2 separate regions of the Sus scrofa genome follow, and region 1 is linked to region 2. Evidence: chromatin contacts called from public Hi-C data. All regions are on one chromosome and are shown on one strand. Each heading gives the region's core, a stretch centred on a gene start, on an enhancer-like site or on the middle of the called end of the contact. The rest is flanking DNA. Distances are from core to core; before and after follow the strand shown. Region 1 overlaps BABAM2 (BRCA1-A complex subunit BRE). Region 2 holds the start of FOSL2 (FOS like 2, AP-1 transcription factor subunit).

Region 1 (5,807 bases), core at 2,093-4,592, 120 kb after region 2:
TTTCTGCAACCGTCCAGGGTAACATCAGCATCTACGAGGGCGACCTACCCGGCGCCCACTTTCCCGTAGCCACACCCCCAAACCTTCTCATCATCTATTCGTGCTCAGCTGCAAAAGAAAAACTTGTACAAGACTACTCTCGGACCACGACTGAAAAATGCATTGAGTTGGAGACATTTTTCAGTGCTGGCTACACTCCAGGCACTGGTAGGTGCTGGTGATACAGAGATGAATTAACTCGCAGGTGCTGTGCCAGCTCTGAGCACGATCCAAAACTTTCTCTTTCAAAGCCTTAACCTCCTGCCTGACATTTTCACTTAGGAGATAATCCTGCATGCAATTTCTTAGAGAAAATGGACACTCAAGGCCAAAATCACCTCCATGTCCCGGCTCTTCCTCCTTCCCCCTCGTCACCATCTGCATCCTCTCCGCCTGGCTCAGAGGAGGCAGAGGTCCTTCTGGTCCAAAGCGCTTTCCCCGACCTGTGTTCCAGGTTCCACGCTCTCAAGCCAACTCCAGGATTTTGCTCTTTCTGTGAGTTCTCTTTTCCTTCTGAGTTGCGACCTCTGGTCCCTTCGCATCATGCGGAAGAATCTCTTCCCATCAACTCCCCCTCTTGACCCCCTACTAGCCACCTCCCATCCCCCCAGGGTTTAAGTCTTGAACACCACAGAAATCGTCTTCTTCATTGTCAATTAATTCTGTGACGTGCCCGCCCTGGCTTCCCCGTACTCTAACGCAGGGATGTTTCTTTCGCTGCTTTTCTCACTCCGAGAAAAGCAGCGAAAGAAACGGTCTAGGCACCAAGACCATTAAGGACCAAAGCAAATGCTTCTACTCTCAACACTCTTGCCACCCCTGCCTTCCTGGTGGCCCTCTCTCCTGGTTCTCTCTGCTGCTTCTTCACCTCCACCCGAGTCCCCCGACCGCCAGCAGCTGCCACCTTCCCCAGAGCTGTTGTCAGTGCTCTCAGGCTATAGACTCAGCTTGAAGCGGTTCCCTGGTCCTGCGGGACGTGGCTCCCACATCTGCATCAACGAGGACGGCTCTTCCTAAGCTTCCGTCCCACACTTTTGGCTTCTTATGAACACCTCCACCTGGTTACCACCTCAACGCCTCCCCCTCAATATACTCAAACTCAGTACCCCACCCACTCACCCACCCCCGTCGTTAATTCTTGAGTTTCCACTCAGCGATCACAGCCGTCTGCGAGTCTCCCCGACTTCCTAAATCTGAGTTCATGAAGGCCTGCTGATGCCACCTCTGGAGGAGTCCTAGAATTTGTCCTTTCCTCTCCCTCCCTAATCCCACTGTGCCCCATTTTATCTGGCCTGGACTGGTTACCCCCCGCAGTTGCCCCATCCGCAGCGTCTTCGCCCTTGAATCCCATCAGACCGAGAGCATAAGTGAGATCGTGTCCCATCTGTGGTTAGAATCCTTGCTGGGCTCTTCCTCACCAGGACCTACCCTGAGCCCCTGCCACACAAAGCTCTTCCTTGTCGGGCACATTACTCTTCTGCCTCATCTCCCACTCCTCCCTGGACTCACATACCCTAAACGTGCAACTGGATGAATTAGTCCCAGTTTTCTGGGACTAATTTATCCGTCCACCAGCACACGACTCTCTCTGGGACATGCTTCCCGTGTCAGCTCCGTAGCATATTTCTACTAGCCCTTAAAGACCCAGCGCTACGACGTTTCTGCAAAACCCCGCAGACTGGGTTTTATGCACCTGTATTAGAGCATTTTCCACGCAGATGTTGTATTAATGTATCTGCCTATCTGCGCCCTGCAGCCCCCCAGACTGTAAACTCCCTGGTCTGCTCAGTCCATGGCAGATGCTCAAGTGTTTGCTTAGTTGATTCGGACAGACACAGGGCTTTTCCCTTTGACAACAAGACCAAGTTTTTAACCTCTGCATGCCCTGGCGTTCTTGGTAACAGTGCTACAGTTAGAGCAGGTGAGGATGAAACAGTTTCAGAAGTAAGTGCCAAGTGACAGAAGTGGTTAAAAGTGACTGTCTCCAAGTGGCTTGGGGCAGAGCACTTTCACTTTTCATTGAAGGCCTTTCTGGAGTATTTGCTTCTGTGGCCGTGTTCATGTTTCTTCAATAAAAGTAAAAAATATAGGGAGTTCCCACTGTGGTGCAGTGGGTTAAGAACCTGGTGTTGCTGCAGCTATGGGGTAGGTCAGAGCTGCAGCTTGGATTTGATCTCTGGCCTGGGAACTTCCTTATGCCATGAGTGTGGCCAATAAATAAATAAATGAATAAGAAGTAATAGATGTAAAATACTTTATTGGTTATGAAAAATCCATTGATATGTCTACCAAATGCAAAAGACCATTTTCCATATGTTTGAAAGGACAGGTCACGTGCCGAGGGCTTAGCTCTGGACAGGCTGCATAATGAGCATGTGCCAATGACCAGGGGGCAAGCCTAGCGTTAGGCTGCCCTCGAGGGTCACCTGGGCATCAGAGCCCTGCTTGTGAGAACAAAGCAGCAGCCCCGCAGAGAGAGTATCGCATCTGCTTCACCAAGTCTGCTTATATACAGCGATAACTCTGTGTGTTCACGCACGTGGGTATGCTGTGTTTGTGTGTATGGCTTTTTAGAAAACATGCAAAAATACTTTCAGGAAAAGAGGATTTTATTTCTCTCACTCCCTGACATGGGTACAGTGTGGAGGGGAACAAGCCTTTGAAGGTTATGTCTCCCAGTTTATGAAAACTACATATACATATACATTTTTTTAGGGCCAAATCTGGAGCATATGGACGTTCCCAGGCCAGGGGTTGAACTGGAGCTGCAGCTCCGGCCCACATCACAGCCACGGCCACGTGGGATCTGAGTTGCATCTGCGACCTACATGGCCTCATGGAGACCGTGTCAGGTTCTAAACCCTCTGGGCCACAGGAACTCCCGAAAACTAGAATTTTAATGTTAGGCTGAAGATTTGCACACACGCGCACACACACACATTTGCTTAAAGGACGTGGCCTGAGTGCCGCTTAGCTTCGTGCAGCAAGGGTGAAGCTGAGATTTCTACTGAGGACCGAACACGCGGAGCAGAGACCCTGACATCAAGAAGGCGGTGCTGCCGTGGACAGCAGCAGACCGAATGGGCACATACCAGCCAGCACGGCTCCCACACAGAGTCTGGCGAAGGCCAGAGGGGAAGGTCGATCAATCTGGGCTAAAAGCATCCAACGGCTGTGTGGGAGAAGGACCTATTTTGCTTCGGTATGTAATTTCCTCAGGCCTTAACGACCAAAGTGTACCAGCACTGAATTCCCAAAAGGGAGCTGAGTCATGGGTACCTCGGTGCTGCGTCTGCAATCTCAAGTGGGTGACTCACGTCTGTAAAATTCGGAGAGAAAGTACCAACCGACCCGTTGCTTAGTCATCCCGTGCATGGATGCTGAGTTCATGAGCTCTGTAAACTATAATGAGCCATCTAGCCTTTTACCATCGCTTTATTCTTTTCTAAACAGTACAAATTACATCTCTAAAAATAACTTCATCTATGCAAGTGAGTCACTTCGACCTGACAAGCTTCCACAAGCTACCCAGCTAAATGGTAATATTTACTTGTAAAGGTACAAATCTTACTGTATATTAGCCTCCTTTTTTTTCCCCCCCATTTTGAATTTGGTGGACTTGGGAAAGGGAGGAGGGTGTCATCAAATGTTTGAAGGAAAATATGCTTTATTCCTAACCTCTGACATGGGCAGGGGTCGGGGCTGAGGCTGGGGGGTGGGCGAAGGAATCCTTTGAAAGCTCTTTCTAACACCTTATGAAAACTAGAATTTCCGTGTTTTGAGTTGAAGATTAATGAAAGATTCTGAACTTTTCTTTTAAGTAAAGAGTGATGATTGGCCGTTGCCGGAGAAATAGCAGTAATTTCATTTACTCTAAAATCCTGACCTGTGAATTTACGACATTTTGGACAAAAGACCAGGCACGCTAATAAATGCATGTGCATGAAACATTAATCTTTACTGTGCCAGGAGCCAGTTCCCTTACCACGCCCTGGATTCTCCAGCCACACAATGAAGCTTTGGTGCCCCACCCGTTTGCTGGGTAGCTGTCCAACCCCCAGGCCTGCCTGTTGGCCTTTGGTTTGTTTGTTTGCCTTTCCCGGCCTGGCACTGCCAGCTCTCAGCAGCCCCGGCCCAGGCCTGTCCCAGTTTGGCAATGCGCACAGGGAATTCGACCTGAGGCAGGAGCAGGTTACCTGCAAGGAGCTTATAGCTTCATAAATTCAGCAGCACTATTGAAATAGCAAAGCACTGTGAACCTACACTCTGGCCGAATCAGAGAAGACAGGAAGAGTTTCTCATCAGTGTTTGGTCAGGAATGGAATTACTAAGACCTCTCTAGGCCTAGAACGTTTTCAGGGCTGTTTCAGCTTCTCCTTTAAGAGGTGAGATCACTTGACCTCAATCAGATGGCCACGTGATCAATCTCCCCCAGGGCACAGGGTGCTGGAGAAAAGAAAGATCCCTGGCCTATCTGCAAATTCCCCAGGAAATGCCCTATAAAGCCCACTGCATGGGTCTAACTGGGCTGAGGCTAAATCACATTGAATCCTTCCATCTCCTGTTCATCTGACTTGTCCCAAGGAGGTCACCTAGAGTCACCTGGTCTCTGCTCTTCACCCCAGGGAGCAGCTGTCCCCTGTGGTGGCACCTACTGCATGCAGCCCGTTGGGTCTGGTCCTGTCTATAAGATCTTCACTAATTCAGCTTCGGCCCTGGGCGCCTGCTGTGGCCTGAGCACTGCCCCCAGGAGCTGTCCCTCATCTACACCCGCTGTGGGCTCTACCTCACTCTGGCTCCCCTCCAGGAGTCATTCCCACACGTTTGCTGTTCCTCAACCTCCTTAAGCCTCTCCTCTTTCATCACTTGCAAACGGTGGTGGAGACATTGACCTCTCAGGGTGCGATGCTACAAAGACACCTGTAAATCAGAATGCGTTATGGAGTGTGCTCTGACCACTGGGTTGCTGGGCTCCTACTGAGCGCCTGTGGAGCCCTGTGCATAATAATAACAACATAATTGAAAGATAACTTAGCTGTAGTTGTCCTGGACCCAGGCAAGCAAATTAATCAGAATAATGAAGCAAACATGCATGACAATTAAAGAACCATTCTGTAGAATCTCTGTTAAAGTCTCCTAATTGTGTTATTCAGACTGAGACGGAGGTGATCAGCTTAGAGAGAAAACTGGAGCTAGGTTTTAAGAAATGGTGCAAGAGGAGTTCCCCTCGTGGCGCAGCGGAATCGAATCCGACTAGGAACCATGAGGTTGCGGGTTCGATCCCTGGCCTCGCTCATTGGGTTAAGGATCCAGCGTTGCCGTGAGCTGTGGTGTAGATCACAGACACGGCTTGGATTGGGCGTTGCTGTGGGCTGTGGTGTAGGCTGGCAGCTGTGGCTCTGATTGGACCCCTAGCCTGGGAACCTCCATATGCCATGGGTGCAGGCCTACAAAAGAAAAGCCAAAAGAAATGGGGCAAGAAATATACGGGGGCGGGGGGGGGAATGGAAGCAGGGGGGGCGGGTCGAAGAGACAGCAAAGAGGCCAAAGCTGAGTGAGAGCGAAAGCCTGGTGTGCAGGAGAGGCCAGTGGGCACTTCTGCGCGGAAGAGAAACACAATGCAAGTGGCATTTAATACAATTAATCAGGCGGCAGGGCTCAGAAGCGACAAACCAACCAGCTGGCCCTGAGATGATCCTGGAGTGGGGTGACTGGCTATAAACCCGGGCGGGCAGAGGCATGGGAGTGGATATATATCGCCTGCATTT
Region 2 (5,161 bases), core at 729-3,228:
GCTGCTTTTTGCTTTGGTAATGAGGCCCCATTACACTCTGCTGGACTGAGTTCTCTTCCTTCTTCCTAGCACTGGTTTCCTGTCTGATTTTCTTCCAAAACAGGGAATTGCCTCCGCTTGCATCCTGGGCTCAAAGCCCTAGTGACACAGATTATTCAATCGGGGCACTGATGTCCGGTCGGACTTCCCATCCAGGCCCCAGGGTCTGAGCAAAGCCAGGCGGCGACGTTGTAACATTTCAGTGATGACTGCCATAGAAACAGCAGCCAAAAGAGCAGATGAGACATCAGAAGATTCCCTTCCCATCGGAGAACGGAGATGGGGGGGGGGGGTGCTGTGGAAATGGAGACTGAGGGAATGGGTATAAATGACTCCCACCCGCTGCTTAATGATATCTGGATTCAATACAAACCACCAATGGGGCTGGAGAGCAAACAAAAATCAAACACTTTGGGACAAGACTTGAAATGCATCACCTTAGTGCTCAGTATTAGGGGTGCTCTGACCGTACCCTCAATGCACCAACCAGGTTCTCTACAGTGGGGTGCTAAAGGGGACACCGGGGCAGGTAAAAAGAAGACACAGAAAAGCCATTTTAAGGACTCACCAGGTATGGGGAACCACTTTGGAATAAGAGACCCCTCTTCAGATACCAAAGAGAGCCCCCTTTCCATTTTATTCTCCCTCAGGGTCCCTCCTCCCCAGAAGTCCACCCCAGGCCCTCCTGGTTGGCTGGCTTATAGAAGCCAAAGCCATCATCATCTTACCAGCGCAACTCGAGACAGCCAACTTGCCTAGAGACTCTGCAGATCCTGACCGAGGCGGGCTTCAGGTTCCAGCAACCTTGTTGGTTAAGCCAGCTCCCTCCCAAGAGTGGGGGTCGGGGGGTGGGGGGGAGTGGTGGCTGCAGAGGGCAGGCACCCCACGAACACCACCAACCCAGCAGCACCTTTCTGGTATTTATTCCGGTATTTATAGACACACAGATCTCAGGCAAAATCCCTCTGGTGCAAACCAGTCCGCCTGCTTTAGAAACAAGTTGTTTTCCGGCTTCCAGAACCACCCAGGAGCCTAAGCGAGGTCTCATCCACCGCCCCCACCGCCCCCCCACCGTCCCCTCTCTGCAGGCGTCCTGGCCCCAGATATTCCCAGACCCCCAAGGCGCCCCTTCTGGTCGGCTGTGCAGGCTCCTTCTGTGACCCTAACAGGAGATGGATGGGCGCGGGGGAGAAAGGCGCAGCCTGAGCCAATCAAGGCTGACCTCCTCCTTCCTGACCTTCGCACCTGATTCCCAGAGCGACAACCCTCGCCCTCGCTCCGGATTACTTGAAGGAGCCCATTTTTCCCAGTCCCCAAGTTCTTTCAGAAATGAACGAAGACCGAAGGAGAGAGGGCTTTTTCGCAGGAATAAGGTCCCTGGATGTCGGGAGGTGCCCGTGGGTGCAAAGATTTTTTTTGGAGGGGGGTCTAACCACGGGGTTCCTGCGAGAGAGGTACAGGGTCCTGGGGAAAAGGCCCTGCAATTCCAGGAGCTTGTCTGTATAGGATGTAGTGTGAAGGCGAGGGTTTGTTGGCTCTCCAGCCCACTCGCCGCTCTAGTTTAAAAAAAAAAAAAAAAAAAAAAAGTGTTGGCGGGGGATGGGGGAAGGTTAAAGGAGGTGTCAGGAGGACAAGATGAAAATCTAGAACTTACAATGGAGGCCGCAAGAATTTTCTCGCCAAATCAAGAAAGGGAAAAGAAAGGGGGGGAAAAAAGGCAGTCCTGGCGAGAGGAAGGCGGGGGGTCCACCCGCGGCGCCAGGTGCACCCGGGGCCCGCACCTACCTGCTGGCCGCCGCCGCCGCTGGAGTAGGACTCGGCGTGCGCAGGAGAGCCGCTGCTGCCCCGGGACGAGGTGTCAAAGTTCCCGGGATAATCCTGGTACATGATCCGCGGTGGGGGCCCGAGAGGAAACAGGGTGTTTTTCTTCCCCCGCCCTCGCCGCGGCCGCGCACCGGCAGCTGCGCGCTGGCTCCCTGCCGGCCGCGCCTGGGGCTCTAAGCGTCGCTCCCGGGCTTCTCCCCCTCGGCGGCGGCACTCCGAGAACAGTGCCCCCCGAGCGCCGAGCGCTGCACTTCTTTCCTGCTCTACGAGCGCCGCGGGACCAGTTGTCCACCCGGTCCCTCCCTCTAAAAAGTCCGCGCGTCCCTCGGTCCCTCCCCTGCGCGCGCCCTCCTGCCCCCGCGCGCAATCAGAGCCCAGCCGGGACCGCCGGCTCAATCAAAAATTGGAAATTAAAAAAAGAATAGGAGCCCGGCGAGTCAAGCCTGCCAGGTCTGGGGGCCCCCAATTTCAGACAGGGCAAAAAAGGAAGAAAAAAAAAAAAAGGCGAAAAGAAAGGCTGCCCGCTTGGAGAAACTTCTATTTCCTCCTTTTAGAAAAGGAGCTGAGAATAAACTTCCTGTGGCCGACTCGCCGCCGGAGTTTCGAGCGGCAGGGACACTTGATTAGGTGAAGGCAGCCCGCCCCGCGGCCCGTGGGGTTCCAGCTGAGCTGACGCGGAGAGGGACGCGGGCCCGCTCCCCTTGCGGCGGCTCCGGCGCCCGGACCTGCACCCCTTCCCCGGCGCCCGCTCCCGGACGGGCCCGCCTCGCCCGTCCGCGCCTCTCTCTCTCCCTCTCTCTGTCCCCGCCGAGCGCCGCTTGCTTGCTCGCTGGTTCGCTCGGAGCCCCAGCGCTCTGCCCGAGATGAGTCACTACAATGGCACGAGTTCAACTCCACTCTTTATTCTCCAGCCCCTGTACCTCACGTCAACCCAAGACTCCACCTTGCGGGAGGAGCGCTAGGGGAGGCGGAGGGAGAGGGCCGAGGAGGAGGAGGGGGAAGAGGAGGAAGAGGCGCGGGAGGAGGCGGGCGCAGCACTCCCCTCCCTGCCCGGGCTCCCGGCCGCGCTGACGCCAGCCGCACACCCTGCGCGAGGAAGGAAGGAGGTGGAGGGGGTGGGAGCGCTGTGAGCGCGGTTTGGGGGACCCGAGGCAGCCCGGCCCTTCCCCACCCCCGCCCACCCCCCTGGGCCCTGCGCCCTTGGTCTGTTCCACCGGCGCCTGTTGCCAAAGATGGTCATTTGCGTTAGAGGACGCGCGTGCGGGTTCCCTCGCTTTCGGGTGACGTGGAGGGAGAGGGATTCCCTCGCCGGCTCCAGAGCGCGCCACGGCCTCCCTACTTCTCCACCGCCCTGGGAAGGGGCGCGGGGCGGGGCCCCCGAGAGCGGCCACGCGGGCCCCTGCGCAGGGTTTTAGAAAATAATCACAGTCCTGAAGAGCGAGACGGGCGGTTCAGCGCGGCGCCACCGCGAGGCCGGGAGCCGGGCGCGCAGAGCCGCTCGCAGGGAGGGTGCGGCCGCGCGCGGTCGTCGGCGCCCTCCGCGGCGCCGCCCGGAGCAGCGGGCGCCCTGGGCGCGCAGGGTATCCGCGCCTCCCTGCGGCCGGGCCTTGGCCCGGCGCGGCGCCGCCGGGCGGGGCCGGCCTGCCTATTTTCCCCTCCGTGGCTGGCTGCCCACTGCTTCCCCCCTCCCTTTTTCGGCCCTGCAATTAATTTGTTAGGAGCAGCCTTGAAGACGAAATTAACCAGGCAAGACATTCCGGCCCTCTACGCTGGGCAATTAGGACGCATCTAATAGGAATGATCGTGCATTATAGGCAAACTCCGACTGTTACGAATTTGGAAAAAGAAAAAATAGGGAAGAGGGAGGTCCGGGAGAGGGTGTGCCCCGATGTTGTCTTCAGTTGTTTTGGAGCGAAGTTCAGGGAGCAGGTAGTCCTGACTCCTACGTTCTCCCACCTCGCTGGGCGGGGTGGAGCGAGGTGCGGGGTAAAGAGCACAGGCCTTGGAGTACCAACGCCAGGCTGTACTATTTACGAGCTGTGAGACTTTGGGCGAGTCCCTAACTTCTCTGGGCTTCAGCTTCTTCCCATAAAATGAAGGAGTACAATCCATGACCTTCTAAGGCCCTTGTCAGCTCTGGCACGTCAATCCTTCTGCAGAGATGATCCGGAGAAGCACTGTACCGGGAGTCAGGGAAATTGAGTTCTGGTGCAGGATCTGCCCGGGTCTCAGCTTACCCAGCTCTTAAGTGGCGCCATCTATATCCCCACGGGGTCCTCGAGAGGACCCAGCGGGAGGATGTGAGGGCTGTGAAGCTCTGTGCACTCTTAACACATCAGTTTCAGTCCTCAGTTTCCATATCTGTAAAGTGGGGGTGTTGCTAGGAAAGAAAAATAGAGCCGGGAACTCATAGCTTTCCCGGGGCTCTATATAAAGCGCTGTCGTTTCCGGGACGACTGGCGGCATCTGCCCGCCCCAATGGCCCCAAGATACGGTAATCCCAAACAATACTCGGGGTCATTGTTTACAACTATAAAACACATTCTGTACTGAGCTCCATCCCCAAGGACGCGCAGAGAGGCGAGGCTGGCCAGGCTCCTCGCACCTCCGCCACCGCCTGCAGGGCAGAGTCCCCAACTCCCCCCGCCAGGGTGAGAGGTGTGCGGCAGACGGCTGCGCCCACCCGACGGGGGGGGGGTGTGTTGTCGTGGGGGGGGGGTTGTTTTTCGGCTTTTTTTTTTTTTTTTTTTTTAATCCTGCGTTCTGCCTGCCAGGGTGTGTTTACGCGCCTCTCCCAGCAGGACTGAGTAAATGCAGTCCTTTGACGCAAAACCGTTCAGCCCTTTTCCCAACGGCAGCAGCAAAACCCAGAAAACTGGGGGTGGGGACGGAGTCAAGGGGAGTGCAAGAGAAGAAATCGTGACACTTACTCTCCTCTCCATCCCCTCCCGCTCCGTACAGTACCCGGCCACCTTAGTGAGCTCTTGGCAGGGGGTGTGGAGGGAGGCGCGGCCGGGGTGTCCAGGGCCCTTCTGGGAGCAGCCGCGTGTCGAAGCTGTGTGAACAGACCGCACTCTTAGTTTTTCTTTAAGCTGCAGCGGCTGCCCAGCCCTCCCCCACCCCGCACATGAAAATCCGGGTGCTTCTGGGTCTCTCCCACACAATCCTTCCAGTAATTCGGGGAGGGGGGGGGAGAGGGAGGGGGAAAGGGAGCGAGAGCTTCCTTCGTGGCCTCCGCCGTCCTCGGCGCGCCCAGGCCGGGGCAGGCGCCGCCGGGAGCGCGCGGGCGGGCGAGCGC

The links. Hi-C and Micro-C count contacts between places; a contact is called where the count stands out from the background.
Region 1: a contact with region 2 is called in a Hi-C map of embryonic fibroblasts, with 4 times the contacts expected there. The contact joins the enhancer-like site here to the promoter of FOSL2 in region 2. A contact is called at or near these places in 1 of 5 promoter capture datasets (fetal skeletal muscle), 2 of 47 Hi-C or Micro-C datasets (both in embryonic fibroblasts) and 2 of 2 datasets of contacts at active chromatin or transcription factors (alveolar macrophages and skeletal muscle).

Annotation. Positions count from the first base shown.
Region 1 is chr3:110,956,024-110,961,830 of Sscrofa11.1, forward strand. The region is part of intron 10 of BABAM2 (BRCA1-A complex subunit BRE); the gene reads right to left. Among named protein-coding and RNA genes, the nearest start is that of FOSL2, 120 kb to the left of the region's middle. Within about 2 kb of position 3,343, at least 21 of the 83 cell types and tissues checked have an H3K27ac peak or open chromatin away from gene starts, as enhancers often do. A contact at or near this core is called in embryonic fibroblasts, where this site is marked.
Region 2 is chr3:110,840,925-110,846,085 of Sscrofa11.1, forward strand. FOSL2 (FOS like 2, AP-1 transcription factor subunit) reads right to left here and starts at 1,979. Exons shown (of 4, transcript NM_001315740.1): 1 at 1,825-1,979. The coding sequence starts at 1,926.